3 separate regions of the Zea mays genome follow, and regions 1 and 2 are each linked to region 3. Evidence: chromatin contacts called from public Hi-C data. All regions are on one chromosome and are shown on one strand. Each heading gives the region's core, a stretch centred on a gene start, on an enhancer-like site or on the middle of the called end of the contact. The rest is flanking DNA. Distances are from core to core; before and after follow the strand shown. Region 1 holds the start of LOC103644989. Region 2 has its middle 150 kb from the start of LOC103640060. Region 3 holds the start of LOC103640045 (scarecrow-like protein 34).

What was found. Hi-C and Micro-C count contacts between places; a contact is called where the count stands out from the background.
Region 1: a Hi-C map of leaf shows a contact between it and region 3, with 3 times the contacts expected there. The contact joins the promoter of LOC103644989 here to the promoter of LOC103640045 in region 3. A contact is called at or near these places in 4 of 25 Hi-C or Micro-C datasets (ear, endosperm, leaf and 1 more).
Region 2: a Hi-C map of tassel shows a contact between it and region 3, with 3 times the contacts expected there. The contact joins the enhancer-like site here to the promoter of LOC103640045 in region 3. A contact is called at or near these places in 3 of 25 Hi-C or Micro-C datasets (endosperm, leaf and tassel).

The regions. Positions count from the first base shown.
Region 1 is chr1:159,096,135-159,098,992 of Zm-B73-REFERENCE-NAM-5.0, reverse strand. LOC103644989 reads left to right here and starts at 1,561. Exons shown (of 14, transcript XM_035964116.1): 1 at 1,561-2,105. The coding sequence starts at 2,097.
Region 2 is chr1:159,581,440-159,584,369 of Zm-B73-REFERENCE-NAM-5.0, reverse strand. No RefSeq gene overlaps it. Among protein-coding and RNA genes, the nearest start is that of LOC103640060, 150 kb to the left of the region's middle. Within about 2 kb of position 1,304, at least 16 of the 20 cell types and tissues checked have an H3K27ac peak or open chromatin away from gene starts, as enhancers often do. A contact at or near this core is called in leaf and tassel, where this site is marked.
Region 3 is chr1:159,343,479-159,346,342 of Zm-B73-REFERENCE-NAM-5.0, reverse strand. LOC103640045 (scarecrow-like protein 34) reads right to left here and starts at 1,481. Exons shown (of 1, transcript NM_001428420.1): 1 at 1-1,481. The coding sequence starts at 1,443.

The DNA.
Region 1 (2,858 bases), core at 312-2,811, 250 kb after region 3:
GCGAAGAGTTGACCGACTCAAAGCTTGTCATGATCTTGCAAGCCTAGCAAAAAACAATTGCTGAAATTGGCAGGGATACTGTATTTCCTTTGGTCTATGACTTGTTGAGTCAGCGTCGCTACTGCCAATAGCAACAAACACGGTTGAAAGGGCTTTTTCTGCCAAGAAAGTTATCAAAACCGAGTCGCGCAACAAAATGGGTGATTCTTGGCTTAATGATTTAATGGTGATGATCTACATCAAGAGGAAACTATTCAAAGGGCTTGATCTTCAAAGTATTAAGAAGGCATTTCAGATTAAGAAGAAGGACATGCAAATATAATTGTCTAGGTCTACAAGACGTATTCAGCAAAATTAGAGGCATGGCTTTATATTCCGTACCAAAATACAATTTGTTTTAGACTAAATATATATTCATTAATTAACATGTGAATGTAGTTTGTATGTGTGTCTACATACATTATCATATATTCGAATGCAGATGGGAAAAAAGAAGGCTAAAAAGAACTATATTTTAAGATGGAGCCGGTGTTATTTACCACTGTATGTTTTGTAGCAATTTATTCTCGTTTTAGACAATATTCGGTTTTTTCATATATATCACGAGTTCTTGTTTTTATAATTTGATTGGTTGTGCGCTTAGAGCCATACTTTGATTTTTTTTCCGTCGTCGCAACTTATTTCAGAGTTACTTTTATTTGTTGTACCACGTACGAGGTGAGTACTGAGTACGTATATACACATGCGGTAACCCTTTGTAAAGAAAAAGAAAAGAACTCAAGGTAATGAGTAACGAGAACCCGTGCAAAACGTGACACAAGGAACAAACAGAAATCAAGAAGAGGAGGCTGCCTACACCTGGAAGCTGCTCCGTCAATGCATCACCATCGAACAGGCCCGTCTCTGCAGGCACAATGCACTTGGCCAGTTGGACGTGCTCACCCTTCCTACCCCTCTCGGCTCTGGCGTCATCATCGCCAAACCGCACCTCCCGGCTCGCCTGCCAAGGACGATACGCGGGTCCCACTGGTAATCCCCCTCCTCCTACGCTTTTGCAGGCTGCACTGCAGCTCCGATTGCATGCACGGTCGCTCGCTCCCACTCCCGATCCAAGAGCCAAGACCCTAGACCCTAGACCCTAGACGGCCACACGGACACCACCGTCCACTGACTGACACTGACACACGGGCTCAGAGCTCTCATCCTGGCTCCCAGCCCCACCAGCCAGCGTCCATACGGGGAATCTTCTAGAGAGGCCCCCGCCGGGGCAGCGCTGCCACCCGATCCCTGACACAGGAGCAGCGAAACCGGAGCTCGCCGCAGCACCGGAACGCGGGGGGAAACAGCGAGGACGCTCTCCAAAGTCCGTTTCCGCCTCTCCGGCCCACGCATACGCATCCTTCTCCAGAACCCGTCCGTCCGTCCGCACGCCCGCCTCTCACCGCTTCACCGGCAGCTTCTCCCGGCTGCACGCCGGCCCGCCACGTGTGACGTGCCCCACTGGCTCGAATCAGACGGCGGCAGGTTCATATATACATGGCAGCACGCACCACGGAACGCGACGAGACGAGGCAATGTGGACGGGCGTTGCTGGTTAATTGGTTGGTTGGTTGGTTGGTTTGGGTTCTGGACTCTGGAGTTTCCGTGGCGCGGCCGGTCGCAGTCGCAGCGGCCCGGTTGCCCGAAACGGCAAAGAGGAAACGGGTGACCCGGCTGGCCGTGCGCAAGGCGACAAGGAGGGTTTCAAGCGGGGAGGGAGAGCCGGAGAGGGAGGCAAAAGCTGTGACGGGTACGGGAGTGGGTAGAGCCAACTCGCCAGAGTGCCAGAGACAAGAGAGAGGGCTGGGGGGACAGCGCCACAGCGGCGGCAGAAAGGAGAGGTTGCTGCCCCCGCCGTGGTGAGTGAGTAGAGTACAGAAGAGAGGATCGCGAAGCCTGAAGCAGTTTTTGGAGGAGGGCTGCCACATAAAGCGGCGAGTGGGCGATCGAGTGGTCCGCGTGGGGTGCACAAGGAGGAGGACGATCCTTCGGGGACGGATGCCAGCGCCCGTGCCGTGCGAGGACGACGGAAGAGCCGCGCCGCGCCTGGAGCACGCATGGGAGAGGTGAGCTCATCGCCCGCCGTTGCATGGGCGATCACGAGTCGCGAGAGCTACCTAGCTATAGCTATGCCAATGGCGTGGCGCTCCAGCGCTCGGCTGTCCTGTTCTCAGCTTGTTCGTCGCCGCACGCATGCGTCGCCGCTGGGGTTTCTGTCCGCCTTTCTGGAGTATAGTAGTGCGTGCAGTTGCATGCTGTTCTCGTGTGATTTCGTCGGTGGGTTGGTGTGCGTCTGGTTTAGTGGTTTGGACACTCCTGGCTTGCGGTTTTTTCGGTGGATTCGGTTTCCTCGCGAATGTGGTGCGCGCTTCTGCTGCCTGACGCCGCCGATGATGGTTCGCCGAGGCGAGCGGCCGTGGATCAGCTGGAATTTCACTCTCCCTTTTCTTCGTTTTTTTTCTGGAGTTGCGATCGCTGACGACGATCGAGTGCGCGCGCGTTTGTGTTCCGCTCTTCCACGCTGTGATCCCGAGGGGGCTCAGCGGGATTTGAGGTTTTCTAGGGGGGCTCTCCTGCGATTCTGCTCGGGTTCTTCGCTCGCGGGGGTTTTTTTTTCTCGCCGCGGCCGTGTGTTTCCTAGCTCGCAGCATGTAGCGCGAGCGCCTGGAGGTTTCCGCTAGGAATTCCGGCCATTTCGCTGAGTTTTCTCTGCTGCTCCTCTCGATTTTGTGCTTCTTCGACCCGCGCCGCGGCTCATCCCGGCGGATAGATAGATTCTACCGGTTGTGGTTTGATGGTTTGTTGCTTTTAGGGTTTCG
Region 2 (2,930 bases), core at 55-2,554, 240 kb before region 3:
ATTTAACTTTAATCTAAGTTATAACCTAATTATATTTTTGTCAAGTTATAGATGTACCAATTTAGAACACTACATTAACTCAAACTAGATAAGTTAATTCAATAGACATAGATTAAACAAATTAGTCATCTATTTTTTAAAACATATTGCCTGATAATTCATGTGGTTTAATATGTAGGAAATATTAGTATGAGAATAACGCAACGGGAATGGACTAAATCAGATTTTAAATTAATAATTTATGAATTTTCTAAGATTTTATACATTTTTATATTAATTTTTACACTAGAAATAAGTTTCTATATCGAATTTACAAATACTTAATCACCGTTGGACGACGGATACATATATAAAAAGTCCGGGGTTACTTTGGCTAAAAACAGGACTATATTAAAGGTTTTATCATTATCACCGGATTGTAGGTTCATTTGAAAGAACCCTAGGGTTTCTTTTGAGAAAGCGGTGTAGTGTCTTACACGGACCGGCCTAGGCCGTCCGATCGTATGCCAACGAATCAGATTAGATTCTAGTCTTCCCGAACCGGTAGGCTCTCTCCACCGTTGATTCTAGAATCTATGGTGCGGATTTAATGAAACGCGATCCAATCTGGATCACTCGATCAACATTAATGGCTCAGATTTAGTCACCAATGGGTATGCTCAGCGCTTCATCATGGAAACCCTCAATAGATCAACGGCCAGGGCAGTGTCTCCTACCCCCGACGATGCCCACGGCCGCGGCGGTGACCTCGCCGGAGTAGCACGACATGGTACCATGGTGCCCCAAAATCCAATCCGAGAGGTGCTTCTTAACGCGGGCACGAAGGCAAAATGAAGGGGTGGGTCTCACCTAGCATGGGGGTGCAGAGGGCCCTGCCCACGTCGGAGGGCGGCACTACGACAACAGCTTGATTCCGACGAGCAATTCTGTCGACCCCAAGAGTTCCAGAGTTCGATAAATCCCTTCCACGCATCCCTCGTACTCCGGTGATCCATCTAGATAGATTCCTGGACTCTGAGCAGCGTTGTTGCCATAGTTCGACAGTGGAGGCTTTTCTCCCATCTCTGTGGATCCCCAACAAGGCTCTTGCGTGTGCTATTTTCTAGAGGCGGTGGAGGTCATGTGGTGGGGGATGAGAGGGACTGACCACACATTTATACCTAGGGAGAACGATCCTAACCGGATAAAAGAAGGATAGAAGGAAACGACCCTAGAGAACTCGGCGCTCGATCAGACTTGAGCTGGAAGAAAGCCTGACAGGTGGGGGCGGATCGTCATTGATTCTAGGAGTTAGCGTGTGCGCGACATTTGTTGTTGGCAATTGGGTCTGGCCGCCATCGACCTGGTGCCTGCACACACAGTGAGGCGGGCGCGCGGGAACTTGGGCCGACCAGGCAGTTCGGCCCAAGAGTAGGTAATGCATTCCTTTCTCTTTTTCTTTTCTTTCTATTTCATATTTTCTTTCTAATTTATGAACTCCAATTTTAGATCTAATTCAAATATTAGTTGGACATTCAAATCAAACTAGATGCACAATTAAAAGTCTAGCAAGATGTAAAGTATAACTTCATTTTTCTATTTATTATCCTATTTATGCAAGAGCTTTTAATTATGAAATTCATACTTGCAAAACAAATAGGTATTTTAGGAAAGATAATTTCTAGTTTATAAAATTCTTGAGAGAATATATAATTTGACAAAGGAATAGTTTAATTTATGTAGAGATCCCTTTTATCAACTCTGTTATTAGGAAACATATTTATTTTAGGATATGTAACTTCATAGGTAAGAAAATTTCAAAACCTTTGGGAGAATTTTATTAGATTCCCAAAATAAGATTTTGGGGTGTTACATCTCTCACCCTCTTGTAACCCCTACTATGAGCAATCAGGTGCCGATAGTGCTAGCCACCAAAGACTGGAAGTAGGGACGTTCTGCCCGAACCAGTATAACTCTTGCGTCCACTTAGCACACCATCTGAGCCTAAAATACACATACACCCTAAAACCCTAATCTTTTGTAATGGTGGGGATGAAATTAGCGTTGTCACGATTCCTTCTCTAGATCTTTGAGTTATATGAGCTCTATGTTTGACACCTCACCCCCAACTTTATCCTTGTTGTGACATCCTTCACTTACATGTGAGTGAATAGCTAGAATTCATGGGCTCTATATTCTCCACACCTCCATATTGCTCATTAAAAGGACATAAGGTGAGCATATGGCACAACACTAAGGTTAGTAAATTGTGAACGATACTAGCGTTGAGTCACTTTCCTAGGTAAAGTGTGAGGGAAAACACCAAACATCTCATGTCACACTATGGATAATGATTACCATAGAAGGGAAAATATGGTCCACTAGAGTCGTGTGACTGAAAGCCACTTCCCTAGGATCCATTATCATATTGGCTATGACCAAAACCCCATGGGCACAACAACCACATGGTTTCATAGTTTGAGGCCTAACACCTTGAGGCATTAGACATCTCGTCCTATCAAATCACCATGTGGAGGGCGATACATGTTCTGGTTGTTCACCGTAAAATTGTGCTACTCATCTTTCCTTAGGTGACCATCCCTATGGCAATACTCAAAGTGATACCTTACCTCTCTCTTGGGTGGTCAGTTCACCCTCTTGTGGGTATGGTTCACTCTTGGTGGTTGTTGAGGGTCTTTGAAAGGGATATGATAAGGAGTGTGTGAATTGGATTCCTTAGACGGTTAGTTTTGTCAACTAGTGCTAGAAGGGTCTTAGCTTACTTATCGATTTGATCCCCGAGCAACATCCACCAAAAATTCCAAGATGATCACCAACTAGTGGCTAGATATACTCAAGAAGTTCAATGAACAGAATGGAAAAAACTTGAGTTTTTGAAAGGGAAGAAAACCTGAATTTGAGAAGGGAAACAACTAGAGAAAGACTCATAA
Region 3 (2,864 bases), core at 232-2,731:
AATCCTCACCTCCGGTGGCCCGCCCTCCCTATCCGCTATCCATCGAAGGAAGCACGGCCACTGGAAGCCGTAATGGATCCCGTAATCGACGATATGTATCTTCATCTTGCCCAGAGCGGCATTGTAGATGGTGTTATTCGAGAACACGAAGACGACTCTCTTGAAGCAGATGGCGGCCATGTACAGCTGGTACGCCTGGAGTATGTCGGCTGCGGACGTGCGCTTGGCCATGAGCGACTGGTAAACCATGCTGCCGGTGCCGGCGAGGCGGGCCTGGAGGCCCTCGGCGAAGCAGTGAGCGAGGCGCTGGGTGGCGTCCCCCTGCGGGCTTGCGTGCTGCTTGATCTGCCTGAGCAGCTCGGTGGCGCTGCGGCGGTCGTCCGAGGCGACGGCCTGCGCGCAGTGGACGAGCAGCGTGCGCAGGTCCACCACCTCCCGCCCACCGCGGCGGCCCTTGGCCTTGCCGTTCCCGGCGGCGACCGCCGCCTCCTTGGCGGCCTCCTCCTGCATGGCGATCCGCAGCTGCTGCATCTGCTCCGTGCACGTCTCGGGGCAGGTCATGATGTACTTCTCGAAGACGTCCCGCTCGTCGCCGTCCCCCTGCAGCGCGCTCTGCTTGCTGCTCCGGCGCTGCAGCTCCAGGTCCTCCTCGTCATCGTCCAAGCGGTTCCTCCGACCGCGGCCCAGGACGACGCCGCCGCTGCCAAGCGCGGCATCAGGCGCAGCGAGGATCACCTCCTCCTCCTTCACCGCCATAGCCACGGCGGCAGGGGCGGTGGTGGCGGCGGCGGCGTTGAATCCGGGCGCGAGGTTTTCTGCGGCGCGGGTGGGGAGGACAAACCGCTTGGGGTCGTCTGGCGGATCGAGGTCGATGACGAGCTTGTCCTCTGAGGGCAGGAACTTGTTGGCCTCCTCCATGCCCTTGAGGAAGGCGGAGCTCATGAGGTCGGAGTTGGCCCCGTTGCTGAAGAAGGCCGCGGGGTCGAGGTCGAAGCCGTCGAACTGGACGGCGGGGGCCGGGGAGTAGGAGTCGACCGCGGCTGGGGTGAGCGGCGCGCTGGCGGACGCGTCGGAGGAGGAGTGGTTGACGCTGGCGCTGCTGTTGGTGGTGCCAGTGGTGGTGGTCGGGGACGAGGCGTCGTCGGAGAGGATGTCAAGGAAGGACTGCTGCGCCTGGAGGAGCGCGGGGTTGTCCGGGTAGTCGTAGAAGAAGGTGTCGTCGATGTCGTCCTCCATGAGCATGCTGGAGATGTAGGGGAGCAACATGTCCTGCGTGGGGCCTTTGCTCCCCTGCTGCTGCTGCTGGGACTGCGGGTACGGCTGAGGCTGCGGGGTGGGCGGGAGGTCGAGGTACGCGGAGGGCGAGGCGGGGCCGAGGTCGGAGAGGTAGAGGAAGAGGTCGTCGGCGGCCGGGGACGGGTAGGGGTCGTAGGAGGAGCCCATGGCGGCGGCGAAGTTGGGGAAGAGCGGTTGCGCGGGAGGAAGTGGATGAGAATGAGGAGGTTTTTAGCTGCTGGCTGGCTTTGTAGGGGGCGCGGCGGGGAGGTGCAGCGGGCGACGAAGGTTCGAGGAAGGCGGCATCGGCGGAAATAGGATGGATTCGCGGGGGCGGGGTGGAGGTTGGGGGATGATGACGGAGGCGGAGGGAGTGGAAGGAGATAGAGAGAGGGGATCGAGAGCCCCGTGGCCCGTGGGCGTGGCATAATGTGGGCCCGGGCTCGGTTCGGGCGGCGACCGGGCTCGATCGGTTTTCCCTTTTCTCTTCCGCCGTGGCATAGAAGCTGACAAGGGCCACGAGCGCAAGGCCCAAACCTAATAGATAGAGGTCCAGGAAGGCCGTTGGAAGCAGTCCAAAAGAGAGGCGAGGCCGCTGCATGGCGGGCAACGGCATCAGCAGCAATGCAGCATGGGTGCACCTCTATGACCGTACACGCAGCCGGAACGGTAGAATGGCAGGGTGACGTGTGACACTGTGACGTGTCCATGCAACAAACATGGAGCCCGCCCGCGACTTCCTCTGCCGCATCGCAGTTGCATAAACGAGTAACGGAGATGCCAATGTTAGCCGCGACCAGATGATCGATAGATATTTACTCCCATTAAAATATGTATTAGAACGTTCTGTCCTCACTTATACCCACTAACCCATGGATATAAAATATCTTGTATAAAAGTGTAAATTTGGACTTCGATTATCCATCATTTTGACTATTTAACAACCTTTTGGATGATAATATCATAGAAGGCTTAACAACTATTTGATGACCATGTAATAAAACATGTATATGTTATGTGGTACTATCTTAGTGTTGCTACTTTATCTAATTATCCATGATGTTGTTGAATAGATGAATGAATGAATGAATGATGCTAGAAATTTTGTAATAATATTTAGATGGATACACTTGATATTCGTATAATGTATTCTTGATAGATGTTTAATCTTGTGGTACGGATGACCTATACCCATATAAGTATGTGTATGGAGGTAAATCCATACCCACCAGTGTATATGGGTGACCTGACGTGGTTATTTTTTGTCGCAGGTATAGGTATGAGATATACCCATTGCCATCTCTAATGGTGACCCACACGCGTCGTGCCAGGTGCGGTTAGCCTATGATCAATTATACAATAGGTGTTTTGGCGACTAAGTAAACCCTCTCAGCCTCACGGCAGAAACAAAAGACAGCCCAAGTCACCCTCAGCCTCCATGTATGTCCCTGTCGCTTCTATCACTACCAAATCTGCAGCCACCGCCTCTCCCACGGCCATCGCCATCGAACCTGCCTCCCTCCCATCGTGTCCTACAGGATTTATCGAAGCAATAAGTCTTCGTCCGCTTGCAAAAATGGATGGAAAAC